2 separate regions of the Mus musculus genome follow, and region 2 is linked to region 1. The links are chromatin contacts, called in public Hi-C maps. All regions are on one chromosome and are shown on one strand. Each heading gives the region's core, a stretch centred on a gene start, on an enhancer-like site or on the middle of the called end of the contact. The rest is flanking DNA. Distances are from core to core; before and after follow the strand shown. Region 1 holds the start of Atl2 (atlastin GTPase 2). Region 2 overlaps Cdkl4 (cyclin-dependent kinase-like 4).

What was found. Hi-C and Micro-C count contacts between places; a contact is called where the count stands out from the background.
Region 2: a contact with region 1 is called in a Hi-C map of the Ba/F3 cell line, with 2.9 times the contacts expected there. The contact joins the enhancer-like site here to the promoter of Atl2 in region 1. A contact is called at or near these places in 1 of 39 promoter capture datasets (pre-B cells), 4 of 484 Hi-C or Micro-C datasets (the Ba/F3 cell line, CD4 T cells, CD8 T cells and 1 more), 3 of 115 datasets of contacts at active chromatin or transcription factors (memory CD8 T cells, pancreatic cancer cells and pro-B cells) and 1 of 9 other capture datasets (liver).

Annotation. Positions count from the first base shown.
Region 1 is chr17:79,893,803-79,899,581 of GRCm38.p6, reverse strand. It overlaps Atl2 (atlastin GTPase 2), which reads left to right and starts at 3,459. Exons shown (of 13, transcript NM_019717.3): 1 at 3,459-3,673. The coding sequence starts at 3,556. It overlaps Gm41625 (a long non-coding RNA gene), which reads left to right. Exons shown (of 4, transcript XR_876985.3): 3 at 522-729; 4 at 1,433-1,493.
Region 2 is chr17:80,557,051-80,562,642 of GRCm38.p6, reverse strand. It overlaps Cdkl4 (cyclin-dependent kinase-like 4), which reads left to right. Exons shown (of 10, transcript NM_001360143.1): 2 at 2,069-2,293. The coding sequence starts at 2,126. Among named protein-coding and RNA genes, the nearest start is that of Cdkl4, 18 kb to the left of the region's middle. Within about 2 kb of position 1,667, at least 36 of the 459 cell types and tissues checked have an H3K27ac peak or open chromatin away from gene starts, as enhancers often do. A contact at or near this core is called in the Ba/F3 cell line, CD8 T cells and liver, where this site is marked.

The DNA.
Region 1 (5,779 bases), core at 2,210-4,709:
ATCACTTCCTAGTTAGCCTTCTTAGATGTCTTTTTGAATAAGCAAATAGATACATGTATATTTTGTTATTCCCTCATCATACCAAAAAAAAAGGAGCATGCTACATACTTTTTTATGTAATTTGCTTTTTTCCTCCCTGTAAGAGTTTCTCTTGGAAATCGCTCCCGATTAATTCACAGTGTTTTTTTCTTATAAGAGCTTCAAAGTGATCCATTATGAGGTTTTTTTTTTTTTTTTTTTTTTTAGACGGACAGAGACCCGAGCTGCACGGGCTATGGCCGAGGCCAGGCAGGCCGGGGTAGGAAGGGAAGATGGTAACTTGGAGACAGACAGACCCGGGGGCAGGGAGACACACGGAAGCCGGGACCGTGCCTCTCGGTCGGATGCAGACTCGGGCTTGGTCCCTGGTGGGAAGGAAGAAGGAAGAAGGGAGGGAGGGAGACAGGGGGACAGAGAGACAGACAGAGACCCATTATGAGTTTTTAATCACAGTTTCTTGAGCTTGGACATCTCGTGTTCAGTCTTTCGCAGCTGCAGGAGCTGTGACAGTGGACAACCTTGGACATAACATGTTGTGCCGTTGGGAGTCAGAGACTTAAAGTTTGGTGCTTAGATGAATGGACAGAAATGCAATACAGGCTTTGTGGCTGTTTGGAAAAGCACAGGGCCATACTGCTCTTCACTCTCATCAGCAACTCGTGAGAAGAGGGCTCTGCACGTCTTTGCTAGGTCAGTGTCATGGTTAAGTTTGAATTTTTGCCAAGTTGTGTGTGAAGAAGTTGCTATTTATCATTTTAGTGTTTCTCATAAAGGCAACTTTTTATGTTTGAGGGCCATTTTTAGACATTTTAAGTGACTTTGTGAATGTCTTCTGCCCATTTCTTATCCTCTGAAATTAAACAAAGTTCAAGTTGCCAATTTGGCAGTGTGTCTTTTGATGTGACTCATGCTAACTGCAGGCAAGACAACAGAATTTTTGTGGATTACCCATGAGTTGCACCCTGTAGACACTCTCAATATGCAAGCAGGGCTCTGGGACAGTGATAATAGTAGGAGGTCCTCTGCTGACCTTTCCACAGGGCACCTGCTACTGAGGCCAGCCAGGCCACACCTGCAGCACCGCAAGCCCGATTTACAGATAGATTGTTTTACAGATTCGATGGCTTACTTGTAAAGTACTTTAAGCAGTGCCCGGAACAGGAAGCATTCCATAGATAGAAGATCATAGTCTCAGAATGGTGATGTGATCCCGTGAAAATGCTTTAGCCTAGCACAGTGGAACCTGGAAGTTTAGAAGCATTGGGTGAATCAGTAGGGGATTCAGACTTTTAATTCATCTATTTACCAACTTACCCATTCTTGAACACCCCACAAGGGGAATGAGCCCCATTTTGTTTGTCCGTTTTAATCACTTGTGTCTTTGATATCCCAGAACAAGATGACTGTGTGGAATCAAAGAATGAAGGAACCAGTGATGGACTGGAGAACGAGGCAGAGAAACAGAAAGAAAAATGGCAGACTTCACATTGTAAAAGCCTTTGTCAACTACAGTTTGGCCTTTACCCTGAGCAGAGCAACCCTATGATCCTATTTGTATGTTAAAAAAAACAAAACAAAACAAAACTCAAACCTTCGGCTGGGTGAAGAGTCTACAGGAGAAGGGAAATACTTTGTTACAGGGGAGTGGGGGAGATAGGAGGTTGAATGAAGATACAGGCTAGGGTGGTGCTGGAGAGGAAGTGAGTTAGGGAGAGATCCAGCAGTCACAATGACAATAGAAGATTTGTTGGGTGGAAAGAGGAGAAAGAAGTCTGGAATGTGTCTCTTTGGTTTGAATAGAAGAGAGGTAACTATAATGAAGGTGGCTTTTTAAACTTGGATTTGACCGTGGGTCAGTGTTCATTCTGTGACGACCTGAGTTAGGTTTCTCTATATTCACTGGATCCAGGAGGTGTGGCTCTATCTGGGGTGCTGTAGCAGAGCTGATGAGATGCCAGTGTCTGCGAGTAGAACCCCCTCTGAAGACCAGTTGGCCAGCAGCACAGCTTTGGGAATGACTAACTTTCCCAGGATATCTGATAGGGTGTGCTCAGTGTCATGTAACCACTGACAATAAATGGGATTTTGGTCTTTGAAGGCAAAAATCCTCATCTTGACATCTTCTTTCATGCCCAAGCACCTGCACACCGCGGAGTGTACAATCTCCAATAGTTATCACAGAGAGAGATTATGAAAGAAAATCTAAGGTCAGGCGTGGGGGTCCATGCCTTTAATCCCAGCGCTCAAGAGGCAGGGGTAGGCAAGCTCTGTGAATTTGAGGCCAGCCTTGTCTGTAAAATGGGTTCCAGGATAGCCAAGGCTTATACAGAGGTTTATACAGAGAAACTATGTCTTGAAAAACCACCACCACCAAACAAAAAGAGAAGAAAAAAGAAAAGAAAAGAAAAGAAAAGAAAAGAAAAGGAAAGGAAAGAAAAGAAAAGCAAGCAAGCAAGCACACCTACTATCAAGCAAGTCCCTTACTAGGTTGCTCAGGAAACATGGGAGCAGCACACAGAGTTAGTGCAGAAGGAACTCACAATCTGTGTCTCCAAAGATAGAGAACAGGTGACTTAATCCCCAGACAGTTCAACCAAAGCCCATCTGGAATGATGCCCTCCAAAGTTTGATGACACTAACGGTTTTTTTCTAGAGGTTTTGTGGAATTAAAGGTTGCAAAGTATAGGCTTAAGAGGTTGGGGTAAGACAATCATTTGGACACCTGGGCTCCCACTTTTTCAAGAGAAAAGGATTTTCTCCTGCAGCCATGGTTGTGGTACAAATTCATGAGACTAAGAACTGTGTTCCACAGCTGCCTCCACAGGTTGACGTATCTGTTATAAAGTTTCTCGAACTTTCTACATGATGCCAGTGGATCCCCAGAAGAAGGTTCATCACAGTTAGGAGAGGATGTATTAGAATTCCTTCTCTGATCAGAGCGGTATTTTTTTGGGTTTCAGATATGCATAGTTGAGAGGGTAAAGTAGCCTCAGAAGGCGATGGGGAGCCAATGCAAACAAATTGTAGGATAGTGGTGGAAAGAGAAAACCTTTCTGTGTAGGGCCAAGATATCAGGAGAAGCCAGGCACTGGCTTCGCAGGGAAGAGGGCTGGGGGTAAGAAAGCTAGGAGGGAAAGGATGCGAATGTAACCTCACGTGCAGAGTCAACGTTAGAGATGCGAAGAGAATTGGGAAAGGAGGGACTGGAGATGCCTTCTCCGCCCTGCGGCAAGGGGGTGTGGCCCCGAGAGCGGGAAGGTAGGGACGGGATGGCGCCGGCCGCAGTGGGGGTTCCCCAACTCTTCCTTAGAAGTCTGAGAGCTGCGGAGCTCCGCGGCAGGTTGGCCCGGGCGGAGGAGGAGCGAGGGCGCTGATGGGCGTGGCTGGGCGTGTCTGGGCCGCGCAAGTCAGAGGGCGGCGCTAGGACCCGCAGGCCGCCCCGCCGGCTCCCGGGAGGTTGATAAAGCGGCGGCGGCGTTTGACGTCAGTGGGGAGTTAATTTTAAATCGGTACAAGATGGCGGAGGGGGACGAGGCAGCGCGAAGGCAGCAGCCGCAGCAGGGGCTGAGGCGCCGGCGACAGACCAGCGACTCGAGCGTCGGAGTTAACCACGTCTCGTCTACGACCTCCCTAGGTACGGGCCGGAGGGGCCGAGGCCACGGGGGGCCGGGAGTCGGGGAGGCTGCGGCCGTTCGGGCTGGCGGGCACCGGTCGCCCGCTGGGGTCGAAGACCGCGGCTGGCTGGGCTCGGCTCGGCTCTGGCCGCCGCGGCCGCCCGTTCGCTCGCACGCTCGTTCGCTCGCTCGCAGGGCCTAGCGGCAGCCGCGCCCCACGCTCCGCCGCGCGGCCTGAGAGGGCGGCCCGCGGGCCTCGGCTCTCCCAGCTGCCGGGGGAACGGGCAGCCCGGCCCCCTGCCCGCCGCCGCCGCGTGGCCGCCGCGGTGTCCGCCCCGACCCAAGGGGGCGGCCTTGAGCCGGGGCCACGGGGCCGGGACGCGCGGAGGTCGGCGGGCGGTACGGGATCGGTCACCCGGCGGGCACTCACTGCCCTGGGTGCCTGACGCGGGCCGGGAAGGGAGGGACGAGCGGGACGCGCTGGGCCCCGCGGTGGCGGTGGACGCGGGAACCGCTGGCACCTGGCTGCCAGGTCGCAGAGCTCTCTCCACACACACACCACACACACTCACACACCCTTCCTTCCCGATGGGAGCCGCAGTCCGCAGGCCAGGGCTGGGGCCCGGGCTCAGCTTCAGCTTCACCAGCTCTTGGCTCCGCCGAACCCATTCGCACGAGTTGTGCGTGGATTGGCCAGGGTTGCAAGTGTTGGCTCCGGTTGTCAGACTGGGGTTAGGAGCCCTGGGGCTGCGAGTCATTCGCTTCAGGCTGAGAGTGTCTGGTTTGAAGTCACCTGATCCCGTCGTTCCTGGGTTTTGCTGAATGTGAGCTCCTACTGTATGTGTGTGTACATGGCGCCCCTACCCCGTCGAAGACGCAGTTGCGTTGGCAGCGCGGTGTTGTGTGTTGCTCTCACTCACAGCACCCCTATTTTTAGGAGTGTAGCATTTGATCTTTCACCGTGGTGCGAATTGAACGCACGAAGTCCTTATTGAGAGTTGCGATGGTTAAAGGCGGAAAAGTTTTTCAAAGGCTTAGAAATCGTAAGGGCTTAGGGTTAGATACCTGAGGTCAAGATAAGCGTAGAGTAAACACACCGGGTATGAGATCGCTTTTGTATTTCCTTTTCCACAATCTGATAAAGGCTTTACTGGATAAAATTTAAAACATTTTGATTAAATATTTACCACAGACACTTTATAGAAAACTTTAATTTACATTTCACCATTTATGGTAGCTCTTGGACATATGTCAGAGGTGAGGATAACTTAGAATTTTCGAACGAGAAAAAGAAATGAGGTTTGTTAACCTGTCAACTACAAACTCTTGTCAGAACTGTTTACAGTGGTAGCCCTCTGCCCTTGGAAATACTTCCAGAGAGGCTTTTTAAAAACCTTAGGTGGCTGATTTGTTTTGGAATCCGTGTGTGTGTGTGTGTGTGTGTGTGTGTGTGAGAACAGTTTGAGATGTAGTGTCAACATACTTGATGTATGCAATAGGAAAAGCATAAGTTTGATTCAGTCATGGGTAAGAGCATGTTTTATGCTATTGGACACTGAGAAGAGATGAGAGAGTGTCTTGGGACTATCGCCTTTGGCTACTTTGTGGTTTCTTTCTTCCACCCTTCTCCACCCCTTTCTGCCACACTTTCCACCCCCTAGATAAGAGAGAGGAAAGAGATCCCTGAATAAAGTCAGGGGTGGGAAAGGGGCAACTCTATCGTTAGACTACTTCCTGCTGATTAGGGGTGTCCTTGGGGCAAGTTTGATCTTCGCTGTCAGGATATGTAATTTTTTCTTCTTGTTTCTTCTTTGTGCCCGACTACTTAACAACAACAAAGGACCATCAACCCACACTGCCTCCTTTGGCTCTAGCATTTATATACTGTCAGGAAACTCCACAGAATTCCAACTAACACACAATCACAGAAACTCTGCAGCTGGGAAATCCTGGTCAGTGGCTGTGGACAGTCTGAAGCAGCCCGGTGTCCCACACCTGTGTGGACAGTCTGAAGCAGCCCGGTGTCCCACACCTGTGTGGACAGCCTGAAGCAGCCCCGTGTCCCACACCTGTGTGGACAGTCTGAAGCAGCCCCGTGTCCCACACCTGGGATTCAAGTGAAAACG
Region 2 (5,592 bases), core at 418-2,917, 660 kb before region 1:
CTGACAAGATTGAGAGCCTAGTATCTATTAAGCATGTCTGAGTTAGACAAGGAATGGTAACCGTTAGCTCTTCTACCAAGACCTAAACAGAGCAGTTCTTTAAATTTTGTTATGCCATTGTACTGGCTGGTTTTGTGTCAACTTGACACAGCTGGAGTTATCACAGAGAAAGGAGCTTCAGTTGAGGAAATGCCTCCATGAGATCCAGCTGTAAGGCATTTTCTCAATTAGTGATCAAGGGTAAAAGGTCCCTTGTGGGTGGGACCATCTCTGGGCTGGTGGTCTTGGTACTATAAGAGAGCAGGCTGAGCAAGCCAGGGGAAGCAAGCCAGTAAAGAACATCCCTCCATGGCCTCTGCATCAGCTCCTGCTTCCTGACCTGCTTGAGTTCCAGTCCTGACTTCCTTTGGTGATGAACAGCAGTATGGAAGTGTAAGCTGAATAAACCCTTTCCTCCCCAATTTGCTTCTTGGTCATGATGTTTGTGCAGGAATAGAAACCCTGACTAAGACAGCCATGAATTAACTCAGAGGCAGGGCAGGCAGTGTGGTGATTTCAGATGTGCAGTGTGGAACCCAGAAGACCGATTGTAATTCTGCACTTGCTTCACTGCGTTTCAATTTTCTTACCTGTACAACTGGATCAAGCAGCCCTAGCATACTATATGTAAATAAGCACTGCTGTTTCAGGGTGAGCTCCTACAGTTATTAGATTATACATACAAGATTCCACTGGGTAAAGAGGTGGACTTTCTGAGGCTCATTACAAACTTTTATAATGTTAATTCCTACCCTGATTTGATTAATCATTTTGGTATTATTTCTCATCGAATGTTTAATCTAGCCACAATTATAAACATAAAACAGTGCAAAAAAATAATAAAAATGAGATCTAGTATTTTCTAAGAAGTCCTGTGGATATGGAACGACTGCAGGGAAATTAGAAAATTTGACCTTTTTGTTGTATTATAATTTGTTTGTTTAGGGGTGGTCTAAGAATTGGTCACCCTAATACAAATAAAAGCTAAGAACAAGAGTGCCTTGCCAGGTGGTGGCAGTGCACAGGAGGCAGAGGCAGGTGGAGGTCTGAGTTCAAGGCCAGTCTGGTCTACAGAGCAAGTTTCAGGACAACTAGGGCTACACAGAGAAACTGTCTCAAAAAACCAAATAAACAAAATGAAAGAAAGAGAGAGAGAAAGAAAGAAAGAAAGAAAGAAAGAAAGAAAGAGAGAAAGAGAGAAAGAAAAGAAAGAGAAAGAGAGAAGAAAGAGAAAGGATAACCGTGCCTTGACCAGCAGGATGGAACAGATTATAAAGGCACTTGCCAGGCAAGTTTTACAACCTTGGTCACATCCTCAGGACCACGTGGTAAGAAAGGACCGGTACACACAAGCTGTCCTCTGACTACCACACTCTAGCTGTCACACACACACACACACACACACACACACACAATCTCACATCCGTTCCAAATTTACCGCCTTCTACACAGACATATACACCTCAGATTTATATCATATCCATACACATCTCATATATCTCATATACACAACAACAACAACAACAACAACCAGAATAAATGGAATCCAAACATTTTAAGGAAATAGTGTCCTGAGAAAAGCCGCCTTGTTCAGCGACCATGGTTTTCCCTCTCCTCTCCACCAGGTGGGGACGTTGAGCTTTGTAGTCTGCCTTGTTGCGCAATTCTTCCCCTTCACGGTGGGGTTCCGGTGAGCTAGCTAAGAAGGCAAACACCTTCCTTATTCAAGGGTATGAAAGTCCAGCCCCCTTAGCTGCATTTTACAGCCCTGTATTTTAATCATTTACTCCAGGTAATAAAAACAATAAATCGGACAAGGCTTGGTTGTGTTAACTAAATGTGGTCAGCACAGAGCCACTGTCAGAAATGACCCCAGAAGACTAGAGAGCTGTGCTAACAAAATACCATTGAGAGTTCACTTCTACTGCACACAAAAAAGCAAACATTAAAGTGTGGAAATAAACCTTGGGCCACCCAGGCAAACCATCCTGTATCCGCTTGATTAAGAAAAGTCGTTCTTATTTTCCAGGTGCAACGCTGAACTTCAAGTCGACCGGTACACTAAAATTAAGTCGCTGTAACTAAAATGGAAAAGTATGAAAAGCTAGCTAAGATCGGAGAAGGGTCTTATGGCGTTGTATTCAAGTGCAGAAACAAATCTTCTGGACAAGTAGTAGCGATCAAAAAATTCGTGGAATCTGAAGATGATCGTGTCGTTAGGAAAATAGCCCTGCGGGAAATCCGTATGCTGAAGGTAGGTCCGTCCCGCTCTGCAGGCGGCATCTGCACTCTGAAGATGCTGCGTGAGGCAGGCACACTAAAACGAGTGAGAAGAGACAGGGTTTCTCTGTGCAGCCGTGGCTGTCCTGGAACTCACTCTGTAGAGCAGGCTGGCCTCGAACTCAGAAATCCGCCTGCCTCTGCCCCCCAAGTGCTGGGATTAAAGGCGTGCGCCACCACTGCCAGGCGACAAGTCCGACTTAACTCCTGGGGTTCAGCCACTTTGGGAAGCATTGTTGGACTTTGGCTTCTGACTTTAACTGGATGTGTGAGTAGGGGGTTAAAACATGGAAGCATTGGCCTTCAGTACACCACATCCTGATTTGGAAACATCCACCCAAGTGTCCTGACCCCACTATTTACCAGATGCCTGCCTTGTCTTCTGGACATTGCCCCCACACACTTTTCCAACCAACCAGCAGAACTACAGGAGCACTTCCCTTCCCGGCAGAGAGGGGGCCCCCAGTACCGGTGGAGGTATCAACAGGACCTGCCTGTGCCTAAGAATCACCCAGCCACCTTCATGGTTTTTACATTGTTTCCTTTTGTTGCCATTGTCTTTGATGGAACTCCATGTAGAAGTTTCATGTGTTCCCAATGGAAATGTTTGCCCAGCCTAAAAATCCTTACATTTTTTAAAAGAACTTTCAGGCCTGGGGTGTGCTTCTCCAATGCGAACATCCGTGGAACCCCTAAATCTACTGAAATACAGAGTTTAGAGGTAGAGGGATCTGGGATGGGTTCCAAAGTGTCTCATTTTTAACAAGCTCCCAGGGGTGGAGACACCACTAATGGGTGAACACACGTTCATTAGCAAGACCCTACAGTTTGAAGAGCACACAGTCACTTTCTAAGTATCTCATATTATTTTTAATGGACTTTCGGCTTGTAAATGTGAAGAACAATTAGATTGTTTCTACTTTTCAAGTATCATATGCATAAGTTTTCCCCATCAGTTGCAGTTTTATTTAAAATAGAATTTGATTTAAAAAAAAAAAAAAAGTTCGATCTTAATACTTGGTCGGCAGAGGGCGCTAGTGACATTGTTGGGTCCGGCGGACATTGTTGGGCAAAGCTGCAGGATCTAAGACCAAAAAAAGCTGCTAACTTAACCTTCTCCCGCGCCCTCTCTGGTCTTTAGATAAATCTAATACTTAGATTATTGCTTGCAGGTTTACCTTCTAATTTAAAACAGCCCAAATCTAAGGGTGAACCTAAGACGCAAAGTAGCCCAAGCTTCGTCCCCTCCGCCAGGCTCAGAACCTTCTTTCCTGCCTCTTGCTGTTGCTCCCTTGCTAGCTGGGAACACATCCTCCTTTATGTTCCTCACACTCTCCTCCTATTTAACTTGGATTGGCCTTTCCTTCACACTACCCTTTACACCCCAGGCAACCACAGCACCGGCTAAGTCAAGGTCATTTGCTAAGGAGCTGTGAATCGCTGGCCGGCCCCTGGACAGTTTGGCCAGGTTACACTCGGGCACCGCGTGGAGCTGCAGCGTCTGGAAATCCCTTGTCCACCTGGCAGGGAAACGGTCCAGCTTCCAACCCGTGGTTTTGCTAGAGCTCTCTTGCAGCGCGTGTCTTGTGAAAGTACCCCTGTCGCCCTTTGACCTTCGGCTCTTTCAGTCCTGGACATACACAGAATGCAGATTGACCCGGGGCTCTGGACACATTTCCTTCCTAGTTAGAATAGATTCTCATTTCCCCAACTATTGGGCAGCAGCTGTCAGGTGATTTTGTTGTTGTTGTTGTGTGTAGGAAAATTGATCTGTTTGCTAGATATACAAGGGAAAGGAGTTACAAACAGGTGAGGTCATATGTCCTGGTTTTTGCCCTAGCTTCCCATGTAGCTAATACCCCACCACTCTCAGAGGTGAGCTACTGTGAACCCTAAACTATCTGGTCTCTCTCGGCAGAGGCAGAGTAGCCATGTTAGCTAGCTTGACTACAGCTGTTCTGGTTTCTGCCTGTTACACTGACTTCTACACTAAGATTTTTTAGTAACCCAGGGGATAGGTTATCAAACTTCATTAGCATTTTACTTTTGGTTTACAATATTGAACAAGGGGCTGGGGAAATGGCTCAGCAGCTAAGAGAGGACCTGGGTTTAGTTCCACAACTATCTAAAGTCTAATTCCAGGTGATCTGATGCCTTCTGACCTCTCTGGGCACCAGGCACATACATACATACATACATACATACATACATGCAAAACATTTATTCATATAAAACATTTAAAATATATATATGGATATAATATTATATTGCACAGAAAAACGAAAAAGAAAGAAGAAAATATAAAAGACTGCTTTCTGAACCATTTCCACATGTCAATAGAAGCCACAAATAAAACCTCCGTACATCAGAGCAAGCAGCAGCCTCAACCAGAGGACAGAGCCCAGTGAAAAGCATATCTAAATGCATGAGCCTGGGAGAGTCCTAAGATAAGAGGTGCAACAGAAACTTAGGGGCTGAGAGCGGACACTAGAAACCAGACTGCACTCCAGTCCAAGCCACCACTGACATAAGTCGATGGTAAGGGGACTGGGGAGATGGGCTCAGCTTAAGAACTCACGCTGCTCTTGCAGACCACCCTTTGCTCCCCAGCACCCAGACAGGGTGGCCCACAACTCCTCTAACTCTAGCTCCAGGGGATCTGGTGCCCTCTTCTGGACACTGCGGGCACTCACATGTGTGTGCACATGCACATACAACATACAATTAAAAATAAAATAAGCCTGTTTTTTTTTTTTTGGCCATGATAATGTGTAAAGTATGTAAACACTGATCATTTTATAGCCTTTTGCATAATGACTCAGTCCTTCATTTACGTTATACATTGTGTGTTCCTAGTTCTTGTACACTGCACGGTGCCTACACATGAACACGTTGCTTACACTTGGCCCTCACCAGGGGGATTTAAACAGTTTAGCTACTATCACTACTTACTTGTTACAGATCTTCAATTCATTCCACATTGAAGCTGATGGCTCGAAGAACGAGCAATTGATCTTAAACACCATAACAAAATTCTGTATGAGAGAATGGAGAAACCGCTCAGCCAGTAAAAGCCCCTGCTGTACAAACCTCAGGGGCCCCAGTTCAGATCCTCAGCACCTATGTCAAACACTGTGCTAAATGGCATGTGTCTGCAACCCCTGGTCTGGAAGGCAGAGGCAGGAGGATTCCTAGGACTTGCTGGACCCCGCCCATCTCACTGAGTTGGTAGGAGCCACATGTCAGTGAGAGACCTTGTCTCAAAGATTAAAG